Linked DNA regions of Mus musculus: region 2 is linked to region 1. The links are chromatin contacts, called in public Hi-C maps. All regions are on one chromosome and are shown on one strand. The core of a region is the stretch at or near the end of the contact, and the rest is flanking DNA. Distances in the headings are between cores, read along the strand shown. Region 1 overlaps Cerkl (ceramide kinase-like). Region 2 overlaps Ppp1r1c (protein phosphatase 1, regulatory inhibitor subunit 1C).

Evidence for each region. A called contact is a pair of places that touch in the nucleus more often than the background predicts.
Region 2: a Hi-C map of the N1E-115 cell line shows a contact between it and region 1, with 21 times the contacts expected there. The contact joins two enhancer-like sites. A contact is called at or near these places in 2 of 39 promoter capture datasets (the C10 cell line and embryonic stem cells), 6 of 15 datasets of contacts at CTCF or cohesin (CD8 T cells, the NIH/3T3 cell line, embryonic stem cells and 3 more), 143 of 484 Hi-C or Micro-C datasets (3T3-L1-derived adipocytes, the 63-12 cell line, the AML12 cell line and 74 more), 11 of 115 datasets of contacts at active chromatin or transcription factors (astrocytes, bone marrow-derived dendritic cells, bone marrow-derived macrophages and 4 more) and 4 of 9 other capture datasets (adipose tissue, embryonic stem cells, liver and 1 more).

The regions. Positions count from the first base shown.
Region 1 is chr2:79,369,576-79,375,954 of GRCm38.p6, reverse strand. The region is part of intron 2 of Cerkl (ceramide kinase-like); the gene reads left to right. Among named protein-coding and RNA genes, the nearest start is that of Gm22606, 24 kb to the right of the region's middle. Within about 2 kb of position 3,369, at least 40 of the 459 cell types and tissues checked have an H3K27ac peak or open chromatin away from gene starts, as enhancers often do. A contact at or near this core is called in the AtT-20 cell line, the N1E-115 cell line, cerebellum and 1 more, where this site is marked.
Region 2 is chr2:79,766,469-79,771,971 of GRCm38.p6, reverse strand. All of the region lies in intron 4 of Ppp1r1c (protein phosphatase 1, regulatory inhibitor subunit 1C), which reads right to left. Among named protein-coding and RNA genes, the nearest start is that of Ppp1r1c, 61 kb to the right of the region's middle. Within about 2 kb of position 3,336, at least 9 of the 459 cell types and tissues checked have an H3K27ac peak or open chromatin away from gene starts, as enhancers often do. A contact at or near this core is called in the AtT-20 cell line, the N1E-115 cell line, cerebellum and 1 more, where this site is marked.

The DNA.
Region 1 (6,379 bases), core at 2,120-4,619:
GGATGGTGTTTAAGAGACTGGCCAGACAGTCAGGGACTTGGAAAAATGATTGACAATGAAGATGAGGTAGGGAACACATCTCCACAACAAAGCACAGAGCTGTCTCTCCTACATAAATGTCTGGCAAAGAGAACTCATTCTAAAGAGAAGATAGCATGCCACTTTCCATTGATGTTGATCTCCATCGTTGCAAAGGAACGTGCAACATAAATGATATCTGTAGAAACAGAGTGGTACTGTGACAGGCATGGGAGAAGCACAGATTTAACAAACACCACTCCTCATCACCAAGACTGACTGAGTACCACCACCCTTAACTGGGAACACAGCAGCAGCCTTGAGTCCTGCATGTGGTACCTTGTCCCAGAGGAACTTGCCAATCACTGGGTAGCATGCTGATTGTGTGGATTACATTGCATCCCCTCCACACTTGTATAAAATCGGTGTTTATCGAGGCAGAATCTAGATGTAGGTTTGTATTCCCATCTCACACCACTCTTTGCAGACCTCCTGAAGGCTCAGCTAAATACACTTGAATCCTTTACAATGCAAGGGGCTCTTTGATATCAAAAGCAGTGATGGGGTTTGGCTAACAATGGATCCAATAGCTTTATCTTGTACCTGTTGTACCACACTGTATTCTAGACAGAAAAAATGTTTGTTGTTTGTTGAACAGAGTTCCCAGCTGTCTGTGTTCTGTAGGTCAAGGGATGTAACTCAGAGCATGGCCTCTCGTGTTCATACCCAGTGATATCTGCTTCCTGCCTCTGTATGACTTTGGATAGTGGTGATTTAGAAGTTTTATCATAAGTATACTGTCCCATGGGTACATGAGAACTATTCAATCTGATCAGACATTTAAAGCCAGTAGGCCACCTTACTAAATCAGATGTCAGTATGTGAACCAATATGTGACTTAAGAAATGAGTTGCTACACTGGAAAGGATATTCCTGACATATTCCTGATTGTCAGAGGAAATACTTTTGCCTAGGAAGAGAGAGGCAAAACACTGATTCTATTCATGGTGTGTTCATGGAGTTGATGTCAGCATGGCAATACAAGTCCGAGGAAGCCTGGCCTCAGCCTTGTGTCTGAATGCTCACAATCATAAGACATGGATGCGTTAGCAACATGCTAATATGTGTCTGACATAACAGCCTCTGTGGGGACAGGATTGCCTTTTATCAGTAAGGCTAGATAGGGCCTAGACAGGTAGGACCAACCATAGCAGATAGAATCCCGAGCAAGTGAAATTTTCTAACAGTTGGTAAGAGGGCATGTAAAATGATCATTATTACTGATAAAAATAATTGCTAACCCAGACCATCTAAGAGGCTACCGGGAAACCCTATGATGAAAAGTGGGAGAATTAGAGATACTTTATGTGCAGAAATCAATAGTTTTGATTTCTGCAACTGATATAAAGTAAGGAGCAGGATGGAGGGAATTATCTTGACAGCAACAACAGAAAAGGTGAAAGAGTACAGCTGTTCAGCATTTACCTGAAAATAGTTAACATGGTACTGAGGGATATAGAAGGATTAATTATGAAGAAATATATGTTTTTTGTGTAAAAGAAATTGAACATCATAAAATTCTTTAAGGTAAACCTATTTTAACGTAATCCTATAAGATACCAGAAGGGTTTATGATGCTAGATAAATTGATTTTAATGATCATGTGGGGTATGGCTCAAGCAAGTATTTAGCACGTGCAAAGCCTTGGGTTCAATTTCCAGCATCCCAAACATCATCAACGACCACAACAAAGTGCTACAGTGACTAAATGAACAGCCCTTCAGCCACACACCGGAGGAGCTACACCTTCAGGATTTTTGTGCATCTGAGGGTAGCATTGAACTCTGGGAAATGGGGGTGGGTTTGTATCTCCCAGGCAAGCTACATGGGGTCCTGAGAACAAACCCTAGGATAGAACATGGGAAAATCCAAGCTATTAATCATGGAAACAAACAGAATCCATGGGAAAAGGCTGATCAGTTAATGAGTGATGCTGGGTCAGGTGGACTGCCAAGTGGAGAAAATATAAAGTCAACTTTTCCTTTTATTTTTTCTACCAGAATAAATTTCAGATAGAATTTTTAAGAATATGCAGTTGAGACCATAAAAGTATTAAAAGAGAAATAGAGGTGTTTAAAGTCCCAAAGGACTTTTAAATATGACATAAGACTCAGAGATCAGAGAATAAATGTGAGAGAAACTCAGTGGTAAGTACTGAGAAACCTCAGCATGAAGGAAATGTCATAAATAAAAATGCAAGGGCAAAGAGACTGTGGAATGTATTTCTCACTATACAACAAGCAATCATGATTTTGCTCCAGGCCAAACTACTGTTATGATGAAAACAACCAGGGAAACACAGAACTCACTTGACAAATATGGCGTGATGTACAAGCTTGCAGAAAAATGGAAGCAACTTTTTAAATATTTTCATAGTCCAACCTTTCTCACTAAATGTTTACTAAATTGAAACTAGAATGAAATAGACATCGTAATCGCATATCCTTTGTCAAAGAGAATCCAACCCAGGTCATCCAACTTGGAGGTGGGAGCTTTAAGTCCTGAGCCATCTCACTAGCCCCGAAATCATCTTTAAAAACCCTGACCAGAAACAAATATGACATATAAAGACTTAGAGTGCATAGGCAGACTGCTTGTGTGTGCCTATGGAAGGATTCCCAGAGCCTTCTCAGTGTTTGCCTCCCAGGAGGGGAGCTAGATGTCCTGGAAAAAGCAGATGAAGATTTTAGGTTCTGTCCCTTGTTTACCTTTTTACTCTGTTTATAGAAGCTTCTCAAACTCACATTTCCACCGAAGCCCTTTGGGGCAAAGGAAAGCATTGCCGTAAGGCCTCCCAGGGATCTGGCTTCAGGTTTGGACAGCATAATCAGCTGACCAGGATGGTCTGTGGAGAGCTCTAGCCTTGGGCAATGTTGCTCCTCAGCTAGTGTTGCCAGAGGCTGAAGAGAGACGTTCTCACATCCAGACTCGTTAGGAGCAGACCTTCTAGCCAGAACTAGAAACAGTGTGACTTCTAGCCCAGCACCAAAGAAGAAAGACTCTTCCTTACTGACCTCATCCTCCCATGATCTGAAGGACTAACCCAGCACTGGTTCCTGCTTCCTACAGCTCCAGACACCCTCACTCTGTCCTCTGGGAAGAATGGCCCACCATCAGCAACGTCTACACTTTCACTTGCCTATCACACACACACACACACACACACACACACACACACACACACACACACACACACACATACACACACAGGATATTTGGACTCACTCCTGCCTTACGAGTGACCCAGCTCTCCTGAGGGCCTACAGCTCCCCCTGCAGTCCTCTAACAGGGTGACCACCTCTATGAACCATTCATTCCTGGAGCTGCTGCTATCTTCTTTCCTCCTCTCTCCTCTCACCCTTAAAAGCTCTCAGCTCTGACTCCAATTCTTCAGGCCTCCAGTTCGCACTGCCTTGTATAAGTGCCGGGGGTGTGGTTGTTGTTGTTGTTTTCCCCTTAAGGACTAAAGCTGCTATTGGCACTTATTCTGTTATACTCTGCTGGGGTGCAATTTGTTATTTTCACACATGTTCTCTTAGTATCTGTGTCAAATCCATCAAAGTCTTTTGAGTCTTTTACTTTATCCACACTCTCCCATAATAAATTTCCTGTGACTGCTGTTGTTTTTGACAAGGTCCCACTATACAGCCCTAGCTGATCCAGACCTCTTTGTATAGTCCAACTGGGCCCTGATCAGTGTAGGTGCCATATACGTTAACATTAGATTTTTCATATATTTTTAAAGTGGAAGAAGTTCTGACACTTTAGATATGACACCAAAGGGGAAAAGTGCCCAAAGGTGGATAGATATGGGAGAAGCAGAGAGATAAACTGTGTATAAGAACTGGTGGCCACATTGTTTCTCTCTGTTTCAGTTTCACTTTTAAAATAGGTGCAAAATCTAATGTTACCATCTATGGCACCCACACTGATGCAAGAACAATCTTATTCTACTCAGAACCTTAGCCAGCAGCACTAATTTTGCCTTCCTGTGGCTCTGCTAAGAACTCCAGCCTCTACACCGAGGCCAGAGTGAGCCTACTTAAAAACCAGAGGTTTTATTACTGCTTTGCTCAAAATTTACCATGTATCTCTTTCTAAGCAGCAAAAAAAAAAAAAAAAAAAAAAAAACAAAGTCCCTAGAAATAACTGGAAAGTTCTGGAAGACCTGACTTTTCCTACCAGGGAGTCACCTTCTCCCTCTTCTTTGCTGTAATTTTGTCTGTAGAATGCCTTCTGGCCAAATCTGAATTCGTTTCTGTGTCCATCCATTAGGATGCCATCTTTGTAAGGACAAGGGCTTCACTCATGGAACCTCAGATCCCCTGCTTCTGCCTGATACACAGCAGGCATGGAGGTGTTGGTGACGAAACTAGGACCATAGAAAATGGAGAAATTAAATTCAGTTTTTATAACGCCAACTGCATGGATACTGTCTGTTTACAAACGAAAAGACCTTCCGGCTAATGTAGATCTCTACACGTGTATGGACAAGGATGGATTTACTTCTGACTCTTGGTACCTGAAGCTTGAAGCCAGCTCCTGGCTCTGGCCTGGTTTAGTGAAAGCAAAGGAGACATTTGCCTGCTCAGTTCCTGGTTAAGAGACAGCAACAGTATTCTCATCAGATGCAGAATCTCACATCTCACAACTTTACAAAGCTGCTTCAGTAGCTTGTAAAGGGTGAAGTTTAGGATTATGTAAATAGCCTAATTGTCATCCGATAAATCAGGGATCCGTTATTGCTTGCCTGAATCAATTTTTCTAATTTCTGAAAGTAAGAGTTTTCTAACTTTGGAATGTTTCATGCAACTATTTTTTTGTTTTGTTATTTGCTTAGTGTCCATGTAACCTGTCAAACCGAATGCTTAAACAAGCCCAGCACAGTGTAATGTAGTACTGTCAAGCCTCCCATTTTTAATTGAACTGTGGTTGGCTAGTGGAAGCCCCAAGGCGTCCAATCAGAGACTATTGTATAAAGGGTACAAAAACAAGTTACCGGAAGAGAAGAGGTTGGAGTAAAATGGTGCAGAGCAGTGAACCCGGCAGACTCCGGGGACGGATGAAGACAGACTCCTGGGAGGAAGTGGGGTTTGGCGGCAGCCTTGAAAAAAAAAAAACTGGTAGGATTTTAATTTTTTTTAGAAGCATGTTTGAAACAGAAACAGAAAACTGAACGGAGAAGGTCCGGCAGCAGCTTCTGCATCTGATGCAGTACAATGGCCGGAGTTATCAAAAGGGAGTTGAAATTGCTCAGGAAACGCGGGTGTTGACCTGGCTCTGTGTGCTCGCTTACGCTGGCAGCACCTAGAAGTTCCAGCCCTGTCCGACTGTTAATTGGAGAGTAATGAAGAAGGCATTCTGTGTTGAGAAGGAAGCCTCACGCAAATACTACTTTCTTCAAGAAGGCTTTTCCAGAACCCTAAGAAGTAGCACTGCCTCAAACACCCCCAATATACCCCAGGACACCCCCATACACTCCCACCCCCATACACTCCCACCCTACAAACTCCCGTCCCGTCCAGTTCCACCCCCACAAACTCCCATAGTGTTTCATGCCTCTGCTTTGAGTCTAGATGCCCTTGTGCTGTTGCTTCCTACCATCACCATCTTCTCTGGCCAGGTTAGAAAACAAACCTCCCATAAGTCTCTTGAAGGTTGATGTAAGAGAAGGCGATGAACTGGCTTCAGGACACATTTGCATTCTCTGATGGCCACTTTAAGGGGCCTGGGCAGTAGTGTCCACAGCAGAGAGGCCAGGGCAGCTTTGGAACAGTGAAGCACTGACCGGAGTAGCTACGCTGGAGCTATGCAAATCTGGGAAAGCATACTGGCACAGACATGGGGCCCTCCCTGTACCAGAGTGGGTTAGTGGTGAGTGATACACAAGGCCCAGGAGCTAGCACTTGCAATGTAGGATTCTCAGTGCTCATCCAAATAGAAGAGCTGAAAAAAGCGAGGCATGGGGCATGGAAGGGGGGCGGCGGGGTTGGGGGTGGGGGAGTGTCAGCATGTGTGACCAGGAGACCGATGAAGCTCCTTACAAAACAGACCCTGAGGCCTTCCTGAGAATGTCCAAACACTTCAACACGGCTCTTCTGTTCCTCATCCCATGCCCTCCCTGATTTCAAAACAGTATGTAGGACTTAAAAAAGTCTATTACTTCAAATATAATGAAAGAGAAAAATATTCTAAGTATAGTATAAAACACAGTTGGATATAAATGGACATTTACTTTCATTTATCTTTAGTGATGATTTTATTCAAAACGAATGTTAACTGCTTTTGTAACCTTAAAATG
Region 2 (5,503 bases), core at 2,087-4,586, 400 kb before region 1:
TAAATTAAATTACAAAACATTGTGGCTGGGTATTTTGTTGTTGTTGTTGTCTATTCAAAAATGCTATTTTAATAAAATGTAACCACTATCCTGTTGTAATGTTCAAGACATGAAATATGTTTATTTTTCTAAGAACTGCTAGAAACTGAGACAAAACCCAGAATTTCTTTGTCACTAAATGAGCCTCAAAGGAAAACCTCTTGCATATTTGAAGCAGGGTGCCCAGACTGTGGTGTTTCACAGGCCTAATAGGTAACAAGAATTTAAAGCTGGGCGACATACTTTCCCCAGATGTGATGGCACAGAGCAGTTATTGTTGCTATACTAACTACGTTCTAGAGTACCTCATAAGAAAACCTAGCAATGTGGTTGTGTGTGGCAATAATAGTGGTTTAACTTGGCTGAAGATCCCCCCACTCTCAATGAAAAGCCATCTATGGCTTCAAGACTAATCCCTTGACAGTGCAAACCAGATGAACTTCTTTGTAAGGATCTTGATGTATCCACTCCTTCCTTTAAACTTCAGAGTGTTTAAGGAAAACTTCTGTGTGAAGGAAGTAAAGAAAAATGCAGGAAGATTTGGTGAGATTTTACCATGTTCCTGATGTCCCCAACCTGTTTAGAATACCAGGGTATGAACAGAACTGTAGGTGGCTTTTGCTTTCATTTCACATCTTAACCCAGTGTCTGCTGTAGAAGATCAAGAGAGGGTTGTGAAGCTTCCGGAAAGGCAGAACTCAAGGAGGGGCTGGAAGATGACTGGGAAGTTCAAAGTATGTCTTGCTTTTCTAGGGGGCCACAGTTTAGCTCCCAGTATCTATGAGGGGAAGCACACACACTGCACATGCACACACACACAAAGAAAATAAAAATCTCATTTAATAAAAGGAATGCAAGGACCTTGGAACTGTCTTTTATAGGAAGTTGGGCCACACATTGCATTTTAAAATCTGCAAAAGAAAAAAAAAAAGAAAGAGAAGAGAAGAGAAGAGAAGAGAAGAGAAGAGAGAGGGAGGGAAGAAAGGAGAGAGGGGAAGGAGGAGGGGGAGGGGGAAAGGGAGAGAGAAATTTCAAATATCTTGCTTTAAAAATATATAGTAAATAGTAAATATTGTGGATGCTTCTGCAAGTCTGGCCAGGTTTTCCTCACCAGACCCCGACTCTCACAGCTGCCCTGCTCATGTCCTGTTCTTTGTCCCCTAAACTGCCAGGGTCTGGGAGAACCAATAATCTTTCAAAAATTGTACATGAGGGCCGAGAAGGAGCTTTACTCCCAGAAAGAAAACGACAACAACCATTTCACGCTCTCAAAGACCTCTGTAACATTCTGGCTCCTGCTACATAGAAAGCCTAATTGTCTTTGAGTTGTTATCTCGGTGGAATATTTTGTTGAAAGTCAATGAAACCATTGAAGCTTGATTTTTGCAATGAGGTGGAACAATGCCACTCCAGAGTGGAGTACAAAGGCAGGCTTGGTTTACCTGCCAAGGGCAAACTAGTACAGTGCAGCCCCTACTGCTAATTAGAGAACATGGGGCTCAATGTAGAATCCAGATTGTAAGTTTGATGCTTACAATTACATTGTGTGTGTGTGTGTGTGTGTGTGTTGTGACCTACTATTTTCCCTGCAACTGTAACCTTTGGACATTGCAGTACTTGCTATTTTATTTCTTAGTGGAAGAATCACAATTGTATGCTTTCCTCACAATTTGAAGCATCTTGCTTTCCACTGGTCGTTCACCCAGGACTATGCAGCATTCAAGTGTAATAGATTTGTTTGTCTTGATTGACAGCAATATTGATGCCCACTGATGTCATTTTCTGTTCCCTTCACAACAAATGGCTCAGTCAGTCTTACCACATTTGGGATGTAAAGACCAATAATCTTTCAAGAACTGAATGAGGGCTGAGAAACAGGTTTACATCCAGAAAGAAAAGGACGGCAACCATTCATTCCACGCTCTCAGAGCCCTCCGTACTTTCTAGTCAAGAGAGTCACTGAGAAAGAAATTAACAGCACTGGCCATAAAATTATCTTTCAGATCAGCCTGGATTTTGAAGTTCAGACGAGAATATTATGGTTTTAAGAGGGAACATGTTTAGACGGGTTTTATAGAGCAGCACGTGTTTCCAAGGAATGTAATCCTATCCTAAACTTGCCCCACTAAGAACCAATCCCTCATTATTATGAAGATTTTATATCATAACAGATTTTGACTTGGATTTCCATTAATTTATTTGAAAGATAACATGATGAGTAGTTAAACTTCTCACAAGTCACAGCCATTATTTAGGAAACAAAACCCAGGTTGGCTCTAGTAGTTTGCCATCTTTCCATAAACAGCAGTATTAAGGACAGGCAGATGAGCTGAGGCAAATATAATCATCGAAAGTAGTCTCACGGAAAAAGCAACAGTGTATATAATATATATGTCCTTTTTCCAAAAGCCCCATATTTTCAAGACTATGTAACACAACAGATTTAAAAGTCAAATCAAGAGGTGGGGAGATGACTTAGCCTATCAAGGTATGCAAACACGTGGTCCTAAATTCAGCACACATATAAAATGCCCAGGGAGAGCTTTGTACTCCTGTAATCCCAGCACTAGGGAAGGATAGACAGGAAGATCTCTGCAACTCATTAGCCAGGACGCCTAGCCAACTCAATGAGCTTCAGTTTTAGTAAGAGACCTTGTCTCAGCGATGATGGTGATGATGAAGGTGGAAACAGAACATGTTATCTGTAAGTGTGTTATTTCTCTCATGTTTGGAATCTATATAGGGTGGTGTGTGTGTGTGTGTGTGTGTGTAACATAAAAGCACAGATGGAGCTATGTGGCTGGAGGACGGAGCCAGGGCCTAAAGGGAATAGGAGGAAGGAACAAGGAAATGAAAGGACATTGACAAATGTTACAAGTTTCTCTTCCATATGGAATCTGTCTACCTACCTATGCATTATCTAGCTATCTTCACAAGGGCAGAAAAAAAATGGAAGGAGCCAAGGTAGGGAATGTGAGCAAAGTATACAAGTTTAAAATGCTACAGCGAAACCCATTATTTCCTATCCTAAGTAAACAATTGTTAATAGAATGTGCTGCTGTCTCTGAACACAGCCCAGACCTGAGTAGAGGCCTCAGGAGATCCTCAGCAGCTCACAGTGTTTGGAACACAGATGGCCCTTCACAGTCTGCCTGTCCAGTTCTGACAAATCATCCACCTGGTATCCCCCCCCCCCACTCCTCTCTCCTAAGAGCTTGCTTGCCCCACCTCTGGCACAGAAGTCTCTTTCTCCTGTGGAGCCTCTCCTGGACTTTGTAGGCAGAGGTGGCTACTTCCTCCTCCGCCTTCAATTGCTGCTATCCAAATACATCTCAGGCAGCCAATAATTAGCTTCCACACGGCTCACTTTCTCATCTGACATTTTCTCTGTTGACAGAGATGACGCTTGGCACATCTCAGCTCCAGCGTCTAATCTGTGACCTGGCAGACAGAAGTCATTTTATAAATGCCTGCAGCATGCGGTAGTAATTGAGTCAGGTAGTAATTGAGTCAATGAATAAAACACATGCAAAAAAAAAAAAAAAAAAGAAAGAAAGAAAAAAAGTTTTTTTTTTTCAATGTGGGCAAAATTAAGCTGTTACTATAATTTTTAAATCTGGATTACAAACCCACTGATTCAGCATTTATCACAAGCAGTTGCAATATGAATGGAAGATGAAAGAGAACACACCTGACATAGGTCCTGTCCTGATGAGACTACATCTAGCTCATGCGAATTACAGATACCACACAGAGGCCTCTGTGGAATTCCTCACCATCTTAACCAGGCATAGTTCAAAGGACTTAGAATCAGACCAAGGGGGAAAAACCTTCTACAAGAATGAGGCTATAGACAAAGCCCGGAGACATAACAGTCAAACAATAGCTGTGTATATTTCCAAAGAATCAAGCGAAGCTCTGCATTGCTGCAGTGGGGGTGGGAAGAAGAAAGGGGAAGGAAAGAAATTAGTTGCAGTTGAAGAGGCAGTCAGGTAAGGGGCCCACCAAAGTCTACTCCAGGGCCTTACTCTGAAATAACTGGAGGAATTAAACAGGACTGAGATCTGTGTGGTCAGCAGTCTAGGGAGTTGATGAGGACTTGCCCTGGGGAGAGACAAGGTTAGCTGGAAACATAGTTTGAGGAGAACATGGTTATCACAGCAAGATTTATATTACAATTGCGTTTTAAAAATAAATTTATATTTTAATATAAACACAAAGGTCATCCTTTAAAAGAAACGAAGTAATTTGCAGAAACCAGAATGAAAAGATCATATGAAAAAAGATTCCCATTAAGAGGGTTAGAGAGATGGCTCAGAGGAGCAAGGTTCCATTCGCAGAACCCACATGGCAGTACTTTAACACTTGGAACTCTAGTTCCGGAGATCCAGTGTCCTCTTCTGGCTTCTGAGGATACTGCATGCATGCACTCACTGTCGTGCAAAGCACTCACACACATAAAATTTAAATGAATTTTGAAATCCCATTAAATTATAAGGATCTTTGGCTATTTATTGGTGCAATCAGGATGAATTTGAAAATGGGAAAAACTAAATCCTAAGAGTCCGGACTCAGCCAGGTGCTGAGCTATGCTGATACTATGTGTCCTTGACATCGGGTAATGACAATGTTTCTTTATCTCGATGAGGTTTCTTCCCAACACCCATTACCTCAGTGTAACAATAAGAAGATTCCCCAGGGAAATCCAATAAGGAGTTAACCTAGAAAAATAGTTAACCAATATTTTAAAAAGTTTCAAGGTCATCTAACCAAGAAAAGCCTGAGAACCTGTCAAGTCACAGTCAAGAAAAACTACAGAGAGATAATAATTGTGTTGCGCGCGCTCAACTGGCCAGGAAGAACGACGCTGCTACAGGATCCTTCTGCACACATTTATTCAGTCCTGTTTCTTCTTTCTCCATATATCTCCCTTGTTTATATCTCTCTTGTTTATATCTCCCCTGTTTATATCTCCCCCGAACCCTGGGCCTCTCACTCCTTTTATACTCTCTCTCATCCACGAACCGCAGGCCATGCCCCCTCGCCAGTCACGAGGCTTCAGCTAATCAGGGCAGCCGGGGCAAATCTCCACCAAATTGGATTCACCTGTATCCTGGTACACCTGCGCAGCACTCAAGATGTTTGTGTCTTATATGAGGAAGTCAGGTGCAAGTCATATGACTTAGCTGCAGTCCCTGGCGCCTTTGGGACTGCCGCCACACCCGCTCCCCACATAATTGCACATAATATGGTCTGTATGTAACCTAATTGTTGAATAACTTTCAGGAATAGAACCAGAGCATTAAACAACCCAAGATGCGTACAAAGCAAACATCTACACTGGTTTACAGAGTATAACAAGAAATGTTATACATAAAGCATAGACTGCAGAGATTAACAGGTATACAGTGCCTGGAAATGATACCTGCTTGCTGCCCAGTTTTTCTGTGACTCTAAAACTGTT